Linked DNA regions of Rattus norvegicus: region 1 is linked to region 2. A link is a contact called in public Hi-C data. All regions are on one chromosome and are shown on one strand. The core of a region is the stretch at or near the end of the contact, and the rest is flanking DNA. Distances in the headings are between cores, read along the strand shown. Region 1 overlaps Setbp1 (SET binding protein 1). Region 2 overlaps Setbp1 (SET binding protein 1).

What was found. Hi-C and Micro-C count contacts between places; a contact is called where the count stands out from the background.
Region 1: a contact with region 2 is called in a Hi-C map of liver, with 7 times the contacts expected there. The contact joins two enhancer-like sites. A contact is called at or near these places in 3 of 12 Hi-C or Micro-C datasets (kidney, liver and mammary epithelial cells).

Annotation. Positions count from the first base shown.
Region 1 is chr18:74,783,570-74,787,158 of GRCr8, forward strand. The region is part of intron 2 of Setbp1 (SET binding protein 1); the gene reads right to left. Among named protein-coding and RNA genes, the nearest start is that of Setbp1, 42 kb to the right of the region's middle. Within about 2 kb of position 1,847, at least 2 of the 93 cell types and tissues checked have an H3K27ac peak or open chromatin away from gene starts, as enhancers often do. A contact at or near this core is called in liver, where this site is marked.
Region 2 is chr18:74,742,195-74,746,027 of GRCr8, forward strand. The region is part of intron 2 of Setbp1 (SET binding protein 1); the gene reads right to left. Among named protein-coding and RNA genes, the nearest start is that of Setbp1, 83 kb to the right of the region's middle. Within about 2 kb of position 2,222, at least 21 of the 93 cell types and tissues checked have an H3K27ac peak or open chromatin away from gene starts, as enhancers often do. A contact at or near this core is called in liver, where this site is marked.

The DNA.
Region 1 (3,589 bases), core at 597-3,096, 41 kb after region 2:
ACGCGAGTGTGTCTGTGTCTGTGTGTATGTGTGTGTTCTCTACACAAGTAATGATATGATCTTGAGACTCTACTGCAGTGGACCCCATGGATTCCTCTGGGAAGCAAAATCTGTCTGAGGTCTCTGAGGGTCCCTTTCTGCTTTCATATTCTTTGCCTGTCTGCATCCAACTACGGTTGGATGTGACCTTCTCACACAACTACGGAGAGTGCTACACAACCATATGAAGAAGTCCTCAGAAGAGGTGACAGCATGAACTTTAATCTTTACAGCCAGAGTCTGATTCCACTCAAGAAGAATGAGAGTCAGGGAAGGAGAAGGAAAATCAAGAACAAGATGCTGACTTCACAAAAGGAAAATTAAGGTGCATGGAAACTTCTTTTTAAATTGCCCACATCGTAGAGCAAGCAATTATGGGTACCATTTGAAATATAATAAACTGTTACTCAAGATCCCATTGTACCTCCTTGGCCTAGAATGTTACGGTGATGAGCAGAAGTAGGGTTTTGCATTTAATTTTCTGACCATTTCAGCTTCTGGTTTCTCTGGCCAGCCCCAATTTCTCAGAAAGCTTGATTGGCAGCCCCTCTGACCTCATGCCTGTTTTTCACAGGACCTCAAGTACAAAGCTGTCAGTGCCCAGCAGACCCAGTGGCCTCCTCCGATTCCTCTGGAGCTCCCACATGCAGTGCACACAATGCTCATGGGCATCAAAACCCCATGCAAGTTCTCTGAAGAAGGACTCGAGGTGATCTTTGCATCCCTGCATCACCTGAAGACCACATACTAACAGGAGAGCCACTGGACACACTTTGGAGGACAGGGAGAGGAGAGAATGGTGTCTTCAACATAAGACGACTCAGCCAGCCATGCTGAGGACAAAGCTAAAATAAAGGGTTGACTCGAAGGCTACGAGGAGCTGCTCTGATTACTTCCTACCTCCTTCCTGCTTGTACAGAACATTGGTTTAAAACTCAAGTTATGGGGAAAATAGAATGAAGTTGTATCGGAGGATGTAAGATGCCCTCAAGACATCAGCTGGAGGAGAAAACCCGGAAGAGCTCAGCATTGTTTTTTTTTTGTTTTTTTTTTTTTTTTTGTCTTCAGCCCACAGTCAGTGCCCCCAAAACACCCTTTTCAAAAAAATATACCAACTCTGTTCAGAACACGCATACGTGTCCACACAGATACCCTCTCACATAGGCATGTGGAGGCACCCTCTCATTGGCAAACAAGTGACAATATGCAAATCACTAGAAGCCACAAAGATTTGCTTCGGTGGGGGATATGAACAAACAAGGAACAATTTTGCAAGTGGCCACAGATGGCTTAGCTCCTCTGCTTACAATAGACACTAACGAGATTTGCCATAGCTAATTCACTCTTTCACACCATTGCTCTGCTCCCTTACCTTCTGAGAGGGAAATTTTCCCATCGTGGCCATCTGCATTTCTGTTCCTTTCTCGTGCACCAAAAAGAGTGCAAGCCGTTCATCCATGCTGTCTGTGAATGGGTCACATTCAGATGGCTAAATCGAACTAAGGGATGTCACCTAGGAAGGAACCATATGCTGGCTTTTCTCATGCCCTCGCTTCCATGAAAGCCTTATTAAGAGAAGGAATGGGAAAGGGTGCCCTATGTCCTCTGCTACAGGACAAATTAGGTGAGTTATAAAATACACATAAAGAGCAGAAACACCCAAAATGAGAGGAGCACAGCACATTGCGTGGATGCCTAGGGACCCTCCCTGGACTCTCTGGGTTTCACTAGACTCTCTCCTTCATATCTGACCTCCCAGTCAGCTCTTGACCTGCATTGCCTGTAAACAGTGCTCTGTGACTCTGACCTTCTAGTGCTAGACTGTCCTGTTTTGTGAAAGACAAGCTCCAAAGGCCACCCATTATCTCCCTGTGCTGGGTAAGAGAAGCAGAAGCAGGCACTCCCCTCCCCCCCATCAGGCCCACGGAAGAGGAATCTGCCACAAACCTAACTGGGGAGCAAAGGTCAGCTATCACTAGGAATGAAGCCAGCAGGAAAGGCGGCCCTCCAGAAGCTAAGCACCTGCTCCTCCCTGTAGGTACAGAGGTGGGCAAAGAGGTCCAGCTGCCTAGCCTGGGGCAGCCCAGGTCCAGACCTACCTGCACAGCTGCCCCTTCCAGGATGTCGGAGAATCTTCAACATAAGTAACAAGCTGCCAGCATTTTTTAAAATGGCTCCAGGATGGTGGGCTGGGCTTCTCCAGGGCTCTTGCTCCCTTTCTGCAAAGATCACCTATACATAAGGTGCCTTTGTGGGCCAGCTCTTTTCACCCAGCCCCTGAAACACTCTCACCACACAGAAGCAAGCACTCCTCCATGTGTGTACTCTCTGAGACGCACTCATTTCCTCCCTCCACTTGCAGTAGGCTCAGTTTCACACTTGGACCTGGTTTGATGCTTTTTCTCAGAATTGGACTTTTATAGCTTCTACTATTTCTTTTCTGGATTTTGCACCTTCTTGTCTACATCGCTGTCTTTTTCTTTACACTGATATCCCAAGGGCACCCCCCTAGGTTAAACTACATCCATACCACAGAGCTCTTGTCTTTCAGACCCTAGAATAGATGTCTCTCACTTGCTCTGCTTAACAGTGCTTCTTATCTTTGTTTTCAATTAGACAGATTGTCCCTATCACTCAATGAAATCGACCAGTCAGTCACAAGGTATTTTTTGAGAATCATTGGTGTCGTCCTTCCCAGCTGAGTTGCTATGGGGAAGGCTTTCTGTCTTGATTCCTACTTTGACACAGCTTACAAGTCAGACTGGAAACATTTCCCCAATGGGATATTTAAGGAACAAGAACCAGTTACTTCTCTATAATATTGCCTGGTGTGCAACAAAAAGTGATTGAAGAAAATCCTTTTGATTAGATGGATGAATAAATTAATGAGTGACTCCATGATGCTGAGGAAGAGCGCAGCTTACGTGGGATAATTAGCATCAACACTGGCATCCAGGCCTGTGAGGCTGAGCTCTGTGGGCCCCTCTGAGTCCTTCTTTTGCCTAGTGTGCTTCTGTTTGGAAGTCAAACTCTCCTTCGCTCCTTCCAGCTCCTCCTCACTCATGGCTCTGAGCTCTATAGACCTTGTGGAAACCAAATTCCGAAGAGTGACCCCCACCTCCCCAGGTACAGCCCACATTAGTCGGTAGAACTGAAAAGAGGTGCATTTTATGACATCGGGAGCGTAAGTACACGGCCGAGCATTGAGTGGGCACCATCACCCGCCATCGCCACCTCACTCACTCTTCATAATCGTTAGGACAAAATATGTCTTCATACATAACTTGCTATAGAAGAGAGAGATCATTTAGTAAGAATCCCTCATTTCAGATGATACTACGCTGCACAAGTACCCCATTACAGTCAATAATTGCTCATACATGCACATGTATGTGTAAACACACACACACACACCACATTCTAAAACTCACTCCGTCCTCTTCTGTTTGTCCCCCCTCTGTGTCTGTCTGTCTTGTCTGTGATACTCTGCATGTCTGTCTAGGGAATGAATCAGCAGGTCCCCAGTGCCCTGGGTCACCATTGCACACCG
Region 2 (3,833 bases), core at 972-3,471:
AAACACAAATGTCCATCTAAAGAGATGGGAAAGACGGACCACTCAGCTGGGAATAAGATCTCTAGACCGCAGCCATAGCCCAGGCCCAACCAAGCAGGTTTTAGCCACACTGGTACAAGATGCCCGAGGCTCCCTTCATTTCTCTCATTACCTTCAGTATTTACGTTCTACTGTCTCAAGCCTTTGTTTTCCTTTGGAAATGACCAGGAACCTTTAAATAGCTATACCTGGAGAATGGGTATATGTTACCACAGGATGTTACCTAGGTATGCCTTTAACTTGACCAGGCAGTTGGGGGAAAAAAGACATACACACAAAGCCAGAGGGTGGCTGAAAAAAAATATTAAAACGTACTTGGAATCTGAATTATTAACTTAAGACCACATTCCCTTCACCTAAACTGATACTCTCCTATGCCGAAACACTTGAGTTGAGTTTTTATTTACTCCTTAGTTTATATGGGTTTAGGCTTTCCTCAACTGGAAACAAGTACTTAAAAGGTAACACATGAACTATCTTAACTACCACTCTCTACATTCTGGAGCAAGAGGAAAGTAATTACTGCTGATGTTGCAAAAATAAGGTATTAAATAAAACCGTATGCTGCCTGTTGTGAGAAAGGGGCCAGCACCCAGCAGATTCCTAGGTTTTCAGGCCAGCAATGCATTTGATACATCTCTTCATTCTTTTCTTATTCTTGGCTGTGGGTCAGCTTTGCTGTGTAGCCTCTGGGACATATCTGCATTTAAGATCCCCTGGTTAGGATTAGAAGCACGAAAGATTACTCACAACATAGGCTATACTGACTGGGTGATTGTGCAAGCCAAGCCCATAGGTAGTGGAGAGGTCTCAGGGAGCCTCAGCAAATGTGCTTTGCCTACAAATCCTTGACATATTTTTATTGCCATAGATCCTATATGAATCCATGTCCAATGGGATCCAATAAGAATAGGTACAAGGGACTATTCGTAAAGAAACTGCCCATTCTGTGAATGGGTATAAACACAGTGTATCTCATCTTGTGCAGACATTAACAGAATGAACGGGATTTTTAAAAAAAGTTGTCCTCTCCTAGATTTCTGTACACAAAGAACTATATCTCATTCCTCCAAAAACTCAAAAAAAAAAAAAAGAAAAGAAAAGAAAAGAAAAGAGTTCTGAAAATACCAATAGAATGCCAAACTCCTCCTGGAAAGAGTTAATCAGGGAGGGAGCAATCATTCCATTCAAGCTGAGTATGCCCGGTGGCCCTTCTCTGGGCTAGGTATAATCCCAGACATTTCTGGGGACAGCAACACGTTTATGTACCAAAGTGCCAACACGAAATCCCACTGAAGAGATGAGAAAACTGAGGTGGAGAAAACCTTCCGTAACATGCCTAGAGTCAGGCTACTGTAGTCAGTGAAACTAAAGCCATCCAGCTCAGACGCTCCAAGCCAGCGCATCACAGCTCAGGAGGATGGTCCAAGCAGAAATAACACACTGCCAAAGAGTGGAATTTTCCTCTCACCCTGGGGTTAAACTCTTGTGAAAATAACCCGGGGACCCAAAGGCACTGAGTGCCAAGAATGTCCTGCTCCCTCACAAGCACCAACATTCCCATGGATGCAGTTCCCAGTCCTAACTGGGCTGGGGGCAGGGCTCCGAAGGGGAAGACATTACTTCCACCCAATGCAGGAGTCCCGGCCCTGTACCCACCCAGCAGATGTGGGTCCTTGGGCTGTTTTTCTTCCCTTCTCTTATTTAAAGACAAAACAAAACTCTCCACTCTCCTAGCATGTGAAATGCCACTTAGTCTGCCACCGGACAATAAGTTTACAGTCACACAATGACCCTTGTGCAAAGAAAAGGAAAAATGTGCACTCCACCCAATCCCAACCCAGAGAGGCAACCTCTCGAAAAGTCTAGGTCCTGCAGGATCAAACTCACATGCTGAGGGACAGGAGGTGGAGAGGCCTGGGCCCGGGAGAGGACAAGGAAGGAGGAAGCATAAAGTTTAAAGGCCAAAAGAAATGTCAACCTAACACCAGTACTGTATGAACAGCACCCAGCCTCACCGCTAAACAAACAAATGCTGCCCGGGAGGCAGGGTATCAAGGGGTTTTATTAACTTTCTTCCTGGAATCGTACACATAGGAAGTCTGTGCCATCCTATCAGCTGCAAAGCACAATATTTGCTCCTGGCTGGGGTGGAGGGGTTATGTGGTGTAGAGTGCTGACTCTGACCCTCTAACACAGGGCTTTCCCTTTGGATCAATCCAGGCCAGCTTCTGTTCTGGTTCCACCTCTAGGGCCTGGAAGCAGGAAATAGCTAGGTAGACTTTTATGAGAGAGCAAAGGACCACATGAGGACAGAGGCTATAACCCAGTCTCCACCTTCTGCTGGCTCTCTTCCAGTCATGACATAGCCTGCTGAGCTTTAGGGACGTTTGAGAAAAATAAAAATCCCTATATATCCCTTGGTGTAAGGAGGGACCTTAGTCTCTGGGCTGATATATCTGAGGGTACTGTCTCTGTTTAGGAAACTTCCATGGGATTCAAGGTGACAGGAAAGAAAGAAAGAAAGAAAGAAAGAAAGAAAGAAAGAAAGAAAGAAAGAAAGAAAGAAAGAAAGAGAGAGAGAGAAAGAAAGAAAGAAAGAGAGAAAGAACAAAAGAAAGAAAGAAAGAGAGAGAGAGAGAAAGAAAGAAAGAAAGAGAGAAAGAACGAACAAAAGAAAGAAAGAAAGAAAGAAAGGAAAGAAGATGGACAAAAGAAAGAAGGAAGGAAAGAAAGAAAGGAAGGAGGGAAAGAAAGAAGGAGAGAAAGAAAGAAAGAAAGAAAGAAAGAAAGAAAGAAAGAAAGAAAGAAAGAAAGGAAAGGAAAACATCCTACCCCCACCCTACTACATGACCAGTCTGTGACAGCCTACTTGAAGGGTCTCACAGGCAAGCCAAGCCCCTTGTTGTTCTTACCATTCCCTCACACCAACAACCATGGTCTGTGTATGATTGCCACATATCCCCTCAAACTTCCTGAGTTAGGGCCCAAGCCCCTCATGTAGATCTGGTAGGAAGTAGTTAAGTCACTGAGAGTACTACTCACAGAAGGTTTCTACTGGACTTAAGTCAGGGCTGTAAAAGAATAGGCCTGCTTTGTAGGTCCCTGGTTTCTGGCCTCTTCATCTACTCTCTTCTGCATATGCTGCCGCCACCATGATGACATCCACCACCAAGACCTCACCAGAAGCTCCATGGATATGGCTGCCTGCTCTTAGAGGGTCAAGCCTTGAAATTCAAGCCTTAAAAGGCCTCTTTCTTGACCTAGTATGATGATGTACGCCTGGGATCCCAAGAGCAAGGCAGTGGGAATAGGAGGCTCGACCAAAGTGCAAAGCTCTTCTGGTCTACTTACCACATACTGAGTTTTGGGGAAACCAGAACTACATAATAGGACATTATAAAATACAGTGAATAAAATAGCAAAATTTAAACAAAAAACAGAACATTTTTCTTCACAATGTACCCACATTCTTATAGGCCTAAGCCAAAACCTGAGTCATCTAAGGAGTGTGTGTGTGTGTGTGTGTGTGTGTGTGTGTGTGTGTGTGTGTGTGTGTAAGAGAGAACTAGAGACAGAGAGACAAAGTTCAACTGCCCCATTCTCCCTTCTGATAACCTTGCTCAGCAATCGATCCTAACAACATGTGCTTTCCAAAAGCCCAAGGCAATTTTGTTATAGCCCATAATAGCAACAACAATCTGCAAATAAAAGCATAGCACACCGCCATCAATGTTACTGAAACTCCTGGAGAGGGCAGGTGAAACAGGCTGTATCAGACCGCTATGATAGTC